Linked DNA regions of Mus musculus: region 1 is linked to region 2. Evidence: chromatin contacts called from public Hi-C data. All regions are on one chromosome and are shown on one strand. The core of a region is the stretch at or near the end of the contact, and the rest is flanking DNA. Distances in the headings are between cores, read along the strand shown. Region 1 overlaps Mical3 (microtubule associated monooxygenase, calponin and LIM domain containing 3). Region 2 overlaps Mical3 (microtubule associated monooxygenase, calponin and LIM domain containing 3).

Region 1 (5,923 bases), core at 1,917-4,416, 99 kb before region 2:
CCGCTCCTGATTCTTTGCTGTGGCCACTTTCTTACCCTTTGTTAGGGAGAATTTGACGGCGCTGGCAGGGGAAAGCCCAGAGTGTTCATTTCTCAGAGATTACCATGTGCTAGATAGTCTGACGATTAAATCACTGCCATTTATCCTAACAAGAACCAGAGAGGCTGAGTGGTTTATTATAGTCACACAGCTTCTATAGAACTGCACAAAAAGATCCAAATCCAATTCTGCTTGACTCAAAGTGTTTGGCCTGAATCATATGGGGTTTGATCTCTTTTCATTCAATCGAGTGTTCCAGGCACAGTTTCAGGAGCTAAAGACAACATCAAGAAGCAAGGCAGACAAAAATTCCCACCCCCATGGAGCATGCGGCTTAGCAAAAGAGACTTTCTCAGCTTCTACCGTCAGATCCTTCCACTGCATCTTCTAACCCCATAGCTGAGATAAATATCACAGCCATTCTGTAGCTCCTTAGGGGGTCTCTGTCCATGTCCACTTGTCCCAGAGGTCGCCTTATCCATGCATCAGGACAGCTCACACATCCTGGGCTGTCCTGGGGAGTGTGGCTCGTTCTCAGCCATCAAGGGAGCTGCTTGGCCATCCCAGCATCCCACTGGGGCCCTGTGGATGGGGAGAAGGTCAGGGATGTTTTTGTCGGTGTTGGGGTAAGTCAATGTCTGGAGACCAGTGCTTTCCTTTGATTCTGGACAGAGGAAGGGATGGGCCAGGAGAATGCTTCCTGCCATCCTGTGTTCGAGGCCAGTTGAATGAGAACTCTAGGTTTGATGTTGCCACCCGTGTTCTGATGTTGGGGGGGCTGATGGGATTTGTCACTGCTGTCATCTCTAGCCGTGTGTCAGGCAGTGGCCCAGGCGGTTCACACGCCGTCGCTGCCTTCCTCTGAGGGTTTGTCTAGTTTTTTGTTTTATGTGTGTGGGTGTTTTGCCAGAATTGGTTGGTGTCTGGGCTCTATGTGCTTGCAATACCTGTAGAGGCCAGAAAAGGGTTTTACATCTCCTGGAACTGGAGTTACAACCCCAACTTGTCTTATGTCTTAGTTTCTTTTCTACTGTGTACTTGGGGCTGGTGAGATGGCTCAGCAGTTAAGAGCACTGACTGCTCTTCCAAAGGTCCAGAGTTCAAATCCCAGCAACCACATGGTGGCTCACAACCATCTGTAATGAGATCTGACGCCCTCTTGTGGTGTGTCTGAAGACATCTACTGTGTATTAAACTCCACAGACTGGCCCAGTTCTGGAGGCCAGGAAGTCCCAAAGTGTGGAACCCAATCAGAGGGCCATCCTGCTCCTGTATCATGTGACAGGAGGGTGAGCTGGCAGGTACCAGTCAGAGGAAGCCAGCCCAGTCTCTTCTCAGGAGTCCAGTCACTCACAAGGGCGGATCTCTTAAAGCCTTTAGCTAGTATGATGGTTTGGATATGCTAGGGCCAGGAAGTGGCACTGTTAGGAGGTGTGGCCTTGTTGGAGGAAGTGTATCACTCACAGGGTGGGCTTTGAGACCCTCCTCCTCCTCCCTGCCTGGAAGACAGTCTTCTGGCTGCCTTTGAATCAAGATGTAAAACTTGCAGCTTCTCCAGCACCATGTCTGCCTGCACATTGCCGTGCTTCCCCCCATGATGATAATGGACTGAATCTCTGAAGCTGTAAGCCAGCCTTAACTAAATGCTTTTTTTAAAAAGTTGCCTTTTATCATGGTGTCTCTTCACAGCAGTGAAACCCCAACTGAGACACCTAGCCTTCAGCTTTCGCTTGTGTTTAAGATAGTTAGTGCTGGTCTGAAGCTGATGATCCTCCTGCCTCAGCACATCAGTGGGCTGGCATTGCACCACACCCGGCCCCTAATCCACTCCTCTACTCTTACAGTGACCCGCTAAACTTCCAAGATGTCAGAAGGGACTCACAGCACCGTCCCTGGTTCAGAGCTAATAAGTGTGGGCAGGGAGGCTTGCCTAGTGAGCCCTCAGAGGAAGGAAGGCACAAGTGTGGAGAGAGTGTGGCGAGAAGGGGCAGCAGGGGCTGGTCTGAAGCTGATGATCCTCCTGCCTCAGCACATCAGTGGGCTGGCATTGCACCACACCCGGCCCCTAATCCACTCCTCTACTCTTACAGTGACCCGCTAAACTTCCAAGATGTCAGAAGGGACTCACAGCACCGTCCCTGGTTCAGAGCTAATAAGTGTGGGCAGGGAGGCTTGCCTAGTGAGCCCTCAGAGGAAGGAAGGCACAAGTGTGGAGAGAGTGTGGCGAGAAGGGGCAGCAGGGGCCCTGGGCTATCCCCCCACTCAGCGGCTTGTCCTGGGTTGGAGGGACTGGCTGCCTATGAAATGTCAAAGATCGGCAAGGGTCCTGTGCCTTTACACAGTGCTCCTCAGCATTCATGATGCTGGGACCCTTTTATATGTCTCCTCCTGTTGTAGTGACCCCCACCCGTAAAACTGTTTTGTCGCTACTTTATAACTCTAATTTTTATTACTGTTATGACTGGTAGTGTAAATATTTGGTATGCAGGATATCTGATATGTGATCCCCCCCCCCCCCCCGCAAAGGGTTCTGACCCACAAGTTGAGAGCCATTGCCTTATAGGAAGGAGAGTGTCTTCATTCAGTCCCAGCACAGGCTGTATGGATGATTGTGGGTTCTGTGAGCCCTGGGATTCCCAGCCTTCCAGTTGGCTCCACCTTGGGACTGCATATGTCACCTAACTCTTTTTGACTCAGGCCGGGCACCCCTAGGGAACATTTCTAATGAATGTCTGTTTTACTATACCATAACAGAAAAGCATTTGACTTTATGACGACCTGTAGCAATTGTTTCTTCCCTCCGGTAGACTTGAGGTTGATCTTGGACAAGTAGGTAGTTGCCCTGTGCCGAGGTTCTCCTCCTGTTGAATAGAGGAAGTCTCAGACCCTCATCGGGGACCCCAAGGGAGGGGCTGATGTAGTTCCCCACGTTCTGCAGCTTGCTGGGCCCTTCTCATGGCTCACCTCTGTCCCCACCTCAGATGTGCAGCTGGATATGGAGTAGGCTGGCCCACTTTCAATGACAGTGCCCCTGCCTCAGATCTGCCTCTGATTCTGAGTACAGTACTCTGTCACCATGCCACCTCACCTCTTTGTGAACTGTGGGTTGTGGGCTGTGGTGCTCTGAGCACTTGTTTCTGTCACTGAGGAACCAGCTGAGTGAGGGTAATGCCACGCATGGTCTGAGACAGTGAAGGAAGTGGCCCAGCCAGGAAGCCCAGAGCATCTCTGGATGGTGAGGCCGCTGTTTTATTCCTTCTCCTGGGAGACTTGACCCAGGGTGGAGCCGCCGATGGGGTTTCCTTTTCTGTTCATTGTGGGGAGGGAGGGTTTAAGGGCAGATAGCTCACAGAATAATCTGGCTAGTGGCCTGGTGTGTGTGGAGTTCATGGCTTTAAGCCTCTGTGCCAATGGGTGGTGGAGTGGTTGATGTTCTCTGAGACACTTTGGTTTGGCCTGTAGACACGATGCACTGAAGTGGGACTAACCAATCAGAGAAACCCGCTGGCCTCGAGGTGTCTGGGAAGCAGAGATGGGAAGGGGCTACGGTCCCAGTGTCCCCTCCAAGGATGTGCCTTCAGTGACCTAACATTCCAAAAGGTCCCTCCTCCTATAGGTCCCACCTCTTCCTAAAAGTGCATAGGCTAGTGATCAGGCCTTCGACCCACGGACACCCAAGATCGCAACTCTAATAAGCAGGGTGACAGTAGGTGCATCGGCATCTTTCCCAATGTGCATGGCCATGTCCCAGATGTTGTGCATTTGTGTTTCCTGTTCCCAAGGTGTCTTCTCTCCCTCCTCGCTTCCCAGTGACGCTCTGCCTTGTGGCTTGTCTGCATTCGCTTGGTCCTCCTAACTTCCCTGTTCCCATCTCTCCTTTATCTTTTTTTCCCCACCTCTTAGGTAGGAGTTTGAAGCACCTGAGCTCCTTGTCAGGTGGTGGCAGGAGTGCTGCCCACAGGCTTGCTGGACCGCAGCATTGCATCTCCTCCCCTCAGACCTCTGAACCAAGCTGCACCGTGCAAGGCACACTAGTGAGTGTGGCCTGCACAGCAGCCTTGGGCTTCGCTCATTTTTCATCTTTTATACTGACTGAGTTAGATGCAATTTCTTCAATTTCTTCTTGTATAGATTCCTTTTGTTTGGGTCTCTGTATCTGGGGCAGTCTTGGTACAGAGCAGGCACCCAATCAATACCTGCAGATTAGCAATCACTGTTTATTTTTTTAAAAAGATCTAAAGAAGCGTGGAGGGAATTGAATGACAGTTGATGACATGAGGGAATTGAATGACAGTTGATGACATGTGTGCTCATAAGAAGCACCACAGAGGTCACAGTGCATTGAGTTTACTGAGTGAGGCTGTGTTGGAAGGGACAGCCAGCCCTTAAGTCTCCATGACATCATGACCCTGGGAGGTAATGGTCTTCTCTGAACTGTAATTTAATTGCTGGGCTTCCAAAGTGAGGGTAACCCTATAATTAGAGTGTTATTCTGAAGACAGAAATGAGCTAATGCAGGTCGAGAATGCAGCAGTGTTTGGCACGGAAGTGCTCCGTAAGTGGTAGCTGATGAACACATTCATGCGCTTGGCCATAACTGGTATTTTCAGGTACTTCAATTGGACCCTCGTCGATCTTTGTGATAGCTTCTGCTTTATGGAGGAAACAAAACAGAGACGGCCTCTGAGGTCACGCTTGTCACGCTTTACCCCTCTCCTGGTATTGTGTCATAGTTTCCAGGTTGGGTCATCAGCTTCAGAGGAGCAGGGTCCTGGACTTGCATGGTCATGCGTCGTGGGGAGAAGTGCATTCTGGGTAGTAGTGAATGCAGTCTGTCTGCTGGGTGAAGATTAGGGAGAGCTGAGGTGTGACTGAGAGAGAACATCCCTAGCTTGCCAAGCTCTCCCATCTCCCCTCGGTGTGTTGGCAGGTCCTTCCCTCTCCTCCCTCCCTCTTCCCCCCCCTCCCACTCCTCCCCTCTCTCCCCTCTGAGAACTGGCACACAAGTGGTGCTGTTGTTCTCAGGTGGTGGACACCAGAACAAAACTGACCAAATCATCTAAGAGTGATGCCGTCCCAGAGGCGAGTGGAGGAGGATGGGCTAGAACTGCCTTCCAGTAGATCACTCCAGAGGGCTGTGGCTCAGAGAACCAGGACTGGAGAGTTGATGTCTCCTAGGTGCGCACTGATGATTTCCGAGCAACAGGCTGTGAGTGGCAGAAGTCCTGGTGTCCGTGTTGATGAACTCACACCTGCGTTGCATGGTGCTTGAAGAGAAGAAATCGTTGCAGCATTCATGTCCTTTGCCAGGGTTAAAAAAAATTGCACATTATTTGCATGGGATCCATCTCCTATGCTGTGTCTAAACCTTGTTAGGTCATGTTAAAGTCTTCGGATTCTCTTCAGGGGGTCGAGGTGCCTGTACATCCAGGTTTTAGGCAGGTCAGTCTGTCACCGCCAGCATGAACAGACCTACTGTAGTCTACTGTGGTGATTCTGTAACAGCTGCACGTGCGTCGTACTGAGAGCTTTAGCACAAGGAGCACAGCAGGGTAGGAGTCTAGAGCAGCTGGTCTCAACCTTCCTGACGCTGCGACCTTCAATGCAGTTTTCTCATGTGGTGGTGACCCTCACCATAAAATTATGTCATTGCTACTTCACAACTATAGTTTTGCTACCATTATGAGTTGTCACGTAAATATCGGATATGCAGGATACCTGATATGTGACCCCTGTGAAAGGGTAGTTTGATCTCTGAAGGGGTCACAACCCACAGGTCGAGAACCCCTGGTCTAGAGCAAGGCAACACCAAGTGTCCTCCCTCCTCAGACAACCATGCCCATAGAAAGTGGCACCACTGTCACGTGGCTGGAATTACAGCCAT
Region 2 (6,051 bases), core at 2,236-4,735:
TCTTTAAAATATTCATCTCTTTTAAAATCCAAAGTCTTTTTACAATTAAAAGTCTCTTAACTGTGGGTTCCACTAAAACAGTTTCTTCCTTCAAGAGGGAAAATATCAGGGCATAGTCACAATCAAAAGCAAAAGTCAATCTCCAACCATCCAATGTCTGGGATCCAACTTACGATCTTCTGGGCTCCTCCAAGGGCTTGGGTCACTTCTCCAGCCATGCCCTTTGTAGCACACGCGTCATCCTCTAGGCTCCAGATGCCTGTACTTCACTGCTGCTGCTGCTCTTGGTGGTCATCTCATGGTACTGGCATCTCCAAAACACTGCATGACCCCTTCAGTCCTGGGCCATCAATTGCAACTGAGGCTGCACTTTCACCAATGGCCTTCCATGGCCTCTCACAGTGCCGAGCCTCAGCTGCTTTGCGTGACCCCTTCATGCCTTCAAAACCAGTACCACCTGGGTGACCCTTACATATTACCAAGTCCCGCTGCAGCAGGAGTACAACCTTGGCCATCTCTGGAACACAGCCTCTTTGTGCTTTCAGAAAACACTTCCCAAAAGATGTCACCTCAATGATGCTGGTCTCTTCTTAATCACCGCTAATTTCTTAGCTCCAGCTAACCAGCATCAATAGTCCCAGTAATGCAAGGTTTTTGCTTTGGTAGTTCTGGTATCTTGTTAATCACAGCTGATTCTTCAGCCCCAGCTAACCAGAACTACAGAATCTTCACAATCAAAACAGCAATGGCCCTGAAAAGAGTCTTTAATTTTCCCTCTGAAATTTCACAAACCAGACCTCCATCTTCTGCAGTATTCTCAACATTATCTTCCAAGCTCCTACACAACATCTGACAGAGCTTTTAACAATGGATGGATCTTCAAGCCCAAAGTTCCAAAGTCCTTCCACAGTCCTCCCCAAAACATGGTCAGGTTGTCACAGGAATACCCCACTCTGCTGGTACCAATTTGTCTTAGTCAGGGTTTCTATTCCTGCACAAACATCATGACCAAGAAGCAAGTTGGGGAGGAAAGGGTTTATTCGGCTTACACTTCCATGCTGCTGTTCATCACCGAAGGAAGTCAGGACTGGAACTCAAGCAGGTCAGGGAGCAGGAGCTGATGCAGAGGCCATGGAGGGATGTTCTTTACTGGCTTGCCTCCCCTGACTTGCTCAGCCTGCTCTCTTATAGAACCCAAGACTACCAGCCCAGAGATGGTCCCACCCACAAGGGGCCTTTCCCCCTTGATCACTAATTGAGAAAATGCCTGACAGTTGTATCTCATGGAGGCATTTCCTCAACTGAAGCTCCTTTCTCTGTGATAACCCCAGCTGTGTCAAGTTGACACAGAACTAGCCAATACAGGTACTTTCTCTAGCTCCTCCTTTGGGGTCCCAGTGTTCCATCCTATAGATGACTGTGAGCATCCACTTCTGTATTTGCCAGGCACTGGCATAGCCTTACAAGAGACAGCTAACCTAGGGTCTGCATAGGTATTGTACATGTGTGTCTGTCTTTCTGTCCCATTAGTGGGTTCCTTCTTGTCCCTTCCCTGGCTGGGGAAGGGCAGCCTGACCTCCCTCTCCCTTGCTTTGTTTGGGATCTGCTACCTGCGACCGACCGTGGCTCTGAACCTTACTGCTATCATTCCTTCACTCAAGCTGGGTGCTTTCTTTCTCTCAGCAGTTCTGAGTCGGAGATGGAGGAGGAGGAAGAGGAAGATGACGAAGATGATCATCTCCCCACCTCTGACCTGGGCGGGGTTCCCTGGAAGGAGGCAGTCAGGATCCATGCCCTTCTGAAGGGAAGGAGTGAAGAGGAGCTGGAAGCCTCCAAGAACTTCGAGCCCGAGGAAGAAGAAGAGGAGGAGGAATACGAAGAAGAGGATGAAGAGTATGAGGAGGAGGAAGAGGAGGAATCCAGTGAAGGTCAGAACCATCTCCTCTGGTCCCGACCCGTCGTACCTCCCCTCCCCCCTTCAGCTCTTGCCAGCGTGAATATAAGGTCTCACAGACACTAGAGTCTGCATGCTGCCCTCAAGACCTGAGGTTTTCTGGCCCTCGTTCACCCCGACCTTAGGTAGAACAGAGGCAGATGCAGTGATGGCAAGCTGAACCAAAAATGTCCCTTGTGTACATTGGGTCTTTTTTTTTTAATTTTTATTAATTTTTTTAACTTACTCACTTTACATCCTGCTTACTGCTCTCCTCCTGGTCACCGCCTTCCACACACACACACACACACACACACACACACACACACACTGGTATTTTTAACCTGGAAGTGGAAGGCGGGGCTCATCTGAGGACTCTGTCCAAATTAAGTTCCTTTTACTTTTTCATTTTATCCTTTTCCCCTTCAGCTTCTGATAGAACTTTACTCTAGTAAAGACAGAGGAGGTTGGCTCCTTCCAGGAGTCTCCCTGGTGCACGGTGGCAGGAGGCTGCCATCTTAAGTGCTCACTAGACCAGCACCAGCCACAACTGTCAGTAACATTTGGGGCCTGAAGAACGCTCATTGAGTTTCCAGCCATTCTGGCCACTTGTAAACCTCCTCTTGCCTTGGGCAAGCGTCTGACTGAGACCTGAAGACATGAGGAACTTGGCTGTGTAAGAATATCACTCTTTCCCTGGCTGCAGAGGGCCCATGGGTAGGAAGGAGGGAGCCAGGGCTGGTAGAGATCCGGCTCCCCGAGGAGAGCCATGGCCACTTCCAAGGGACATGGAGCCAAAGGGGGTACACACCCTTGTTCTTGCAGCCCCACATCAGAGTTCCGGGTTAAATTCCAGACAGCACGGGCACAGAGAACTAGCTCACTGTGGCAGCATTGCTTGTCCCTGGGCTCTGTGGATTTGCTGCCATGGACTGTCCCAGTCTGCTCAGGGTCAGAACCCTTTGTGGTGTTGACAGCCTCCCCAGAGTGCATCCTCTCTCACCCTCCTGCTCTGACTCCTCCGAAGGCCAAAGTGGACTCTAGGCAGACTCACTGAGTTTCATGAGACAGGAAGAGGGAACGTGCTGGAAAGGCTGGCGTTGGCCAGAGCATGGTTTGTCTGTTGTGTCCCGTCTGCAGAACCATGCTGGCTTAGAGTTCCCATGTGTTCACACTCACCAGGGCGAGTCCGTCCCCTTCATAGCTCCCTCGGGGAAACATAGTTTGTCTGTTCCACGTGATGGTACTTAGCCGCTTTTAGCCCTAACACAACCCTGGGAGAGTCTGCCCACCTTCCCTTCTTGAAGACTTCACTTGCCAATCTGGGAATTTCCCCACACACTCAGCCAAGTCCTAGATGTTCCCTTGTCCCCAGCCTGCAGCACATATTTGGGGCTGCAGACCTGGATGCCTGTGTGGACGAGTGGCAGGACACACTTGCATGCAGCCGGGATAACTTTGCTCTTTCTTTTCTTTCTTCCCTCCGTTCCCTTCTCTACCTGTCCCTCTGTGGGATTCTTGGTGCTGTCTGTGGGTGTCTGGCTCCCCCTGCTGTAGAAGGGGAGTACTGCCCCTGGGACAGAGAACTCCTACAAGGCCAGTGGCTCCAGCATCTCTCAAAGGAAGAAGAAATGGGTACATGTGAAGGTACCCGCTTTGCCTCCTGCCCATCTCCACCCCGGCTCCCCAGCAGCCACCTAAAATATGCCTCCAAGAGCAGGCCCCACGTGGAAGGTCTTTTTCGTAAAGCTGTTCTCAAAGGCTCTGGGCATACCTGGGCACGTGTCCCTGACCCGGCCTCCCTAGACAAAGCACAGACTAGCATGTGAGTTAGCAGATCCCCAGAAGACAGAGAACAAGGTTTTTAGAATGTGACCACACCTGTGTCCCTGTAGCTTTCGCTCTGAGTTCCCTTTATCCAGTTAAACCTCACTGCCTAGCTACAGCTCTTCAGTCTCACCCCAGGGTCTCTGTGCTGCCAATGGTTCCCATTCACACCACACACACACATATACACACCATGTACATACACAGCACACATACAACACACATACACAACCACACAACACACACATATAGCACACATACCCACCCACACCACATACATACACAGCACACACACAACACACACATGACACACATACACATAACACACACACAACATAAACACATAGCATATGTACACATACACAGCACACACATATATACTACACACACACACCACATACATACACAGCACACATACAACATAAACACACACCACACATACATACACCACACAGAGAGACACACACCACACATACATACTACACATACACACTTCACACCATATACACACCACAGATACACACACCCCACAAGTCTGCAAGTGTTGGCAAAAGGCAGAGCTGTGCTCAGAGAAAAGACGGAACTCTTCCTTCTGTGGCTTAGAAGCCAAAGAAAGGAACAGCCTTTCTCTCTGAGCCTCACCCTCCGGGCTCCTGACACATCTGAGCTGTCAGTCCGTTTGCTGTTATTCAGCCCTGGACAGCACAATCTGGGCAGTCTGTCTTTGAGGATGGACTGTGAATCCATATTGATCAGTAAGAGAGTCTGTGGGGCCGCCGCTCCACATCATGGAACAGGTTAACCTCCACATCAGAGAATTCACTTTGCTTTTGTGCCAGCCACGCCATGCCACATCTTCATTAGGTTAAGTCATAGAGCTGCCCTGGTAGTGACAGGTGAGTCTAGTTAAGGGCGTCAAGGGGAGGACAGACAGACACTCCCAGATGGGAGCTGGCTTCAGCCTGAAGCCACAGAGTCCTTCAGGTCAGTGGCACCTGCTCTTACTGCCGAAATAGCTGCCCTTTCTTCCTCAGTGCCCACACCCACGCTCCGTAGTCACTGGCTGTCCCGCTATCTTAACCCTACTGTGTGGCATGACCCAAGCAAGCACTAATGAGAGGGTCCTTCGGGGCAGGGGCTGCATGTGACTTCCACCTGCTCTGGCAGCAAGGGTGAATGCAGGGGGCGCTGCTGGGATTTTCTATAGCTGAGAGGCAGATCTCATGCCCGGAGGGGTCAGAAGGGCTTCAGATGCAGCCTGCAAGGAAGGAAGGGCTTGACCCACATTAGGGAAGAAGCTTTGGCCTCACTCCTGCCTGAATACTGGAGTTCCAGACCTCACAGGACAGATCTCTGCTTCGTCTTCTAGCTGCTGTCCTCACCCTCCACGCTGACCACGTTCCCTGTGTCGGAACCCCCGCCACCATGCCAGCATGCAGCATGAGCTCTCTGGCCAAAGGGCTTTCCCTCCCCAGCAGCGGCTTTACTGCAGAGGGTAAAAATGAAAGTTCCGGCAGAGCACACATCTGTCCTGGTTAGTTGGCTGGCTCCCTGCAGAGCCGTGCACCATCCGAGCCTACCTGTGACTGACAGGAAGGGTGTTCTCGGGAGCTCGTGCTGTGCTAGGTAACAGCCATATCCTGGGCCCTGGAGTGATGGTCCTATAAGGTGAGGGTCGTCCACCCTGTTCCGCCCTGGGCAGTGTGGGCCTCAGATCCATGAGGGAAAGGAAAAATTCCTTCTGCATTTGGAGGAGTGTGGATTTCATTGTACTAAGAAATGTTTATGCAAAGCTCAAAATTACTAAATCAAACCTAATCAACAGAAGGTGTGTGTACATGCATGTGTGTGCGGGTGTGCATCTGTGTGGGTATGCATGTGTGTATGTGTGCGTGTGTGCTTGCGTGTGTGTGCAAACATGCATGTTCTCAATTTTTACCTCTTTCTTATTCACACTGGTCCTGGCAAACGCTGTAACTCTTTCGTTTCCTGTGCTGTCTCCTCCCTCTTTCCCTTGACTGTTCGCTGTTCCTTCCTGTCCTCCCTCTATCCTCCTTCCTGGGGACCTGGCCCCCTAGCCGGGAACAAGAGGCTGCAGCAGATCATAACCGCAGCGGATCCCTTGGCGATCCAGGCTGATGTGCACTGGACACACATCCGTGAGAGAGAGGCAGAGGAGAGGATGCTCCCAACCTCTGAGTCCTCCACTTCTAGAGGTAACTGCTTGGAGCCCCAGAGTCGGGTGTGTGTCCTGAGCCCCCATTCCTGGCCCTTCCCATGGCTGCAGAGGC

Evidence for each region. Hi-C and Micro-C count contacts between places; a contact is called where the count stands out from the background.
Region 1: a contact with region 2 is called in a Hi-C map of regulatory T cells, with 2.5 times the contacts expected there. The contact joins two enhancer-like sites. A contact is called at or near these places in 7 of 39 promoter capture datasets (the 3T3-L1 cell line, cranial neural crest, embryonic stem cells and 2 more), 3 of 484 Hi-C or Micro-C datasets (embryonic stem cells, nephron progenitors and regulatory T cells), 6 of 115 datasets of contacts at active chromatin or transcription factors (the HPC-7 cell line, differentiating embryonic stem cells, embryonic stem cells and 2 more) and 4 of 9 other capture datasets (adipose tissue, embryonic stem cells, embryonic trunk and 1 more).

Annotation. Positions count from the first base shown.
Region 1 is chr6:121,068,269-121,074,191 of GRCm38.p6, reverse strand. The region is part of intron 1 of Mical3 (microtubule associated monooxygenase, calponin and LIM domain containing 3); the gene reads left to right. It overlaps Gm4651 (predicted gene 4651), which reads right to left. Exons shown (of 2, transcript NR_138098.1): 2 at 4,238-5,340. Among named protein-coding and RNA genes, the nearest start is that of Gm4651, 6.8 kb to the right of the region's middle. Within about 2 kb of position 3,166, at least 54 of the 459 cell types and tissues checked have an H3K27ac peak or open chromatin away from gene starts, as enhancers often do. A contact at or near this core is called in regulatory T cells, where this site is marked.
Region 2 is chr6:120,969,280-120,975,330 of GRCm38.p6, reverse strand. Mical3 (microtubule associated monooxygenase, calponin and LIM domain containing 3) reads left to right here. Exons shown (of 32, transcript NM_001270475.1): 21 at 1,684-1,928; 22 at 5,839-5,976. All of the region lies in intron 1 of Gm43915 (predicted gene, 43915), which reads right to left. Among named protein-coding and RNA genes, the nearest start is that of Gm43915, 13 kb to the right of the region's middle. Within about 2 kb of position 3,485, at least 28 of the 459 cell types and tissues checked have an H3K27ac peak or open chromatin away from gene starts, as enhancers often do. A contact at or near this core is called in regulatory T cells, where this site is marked.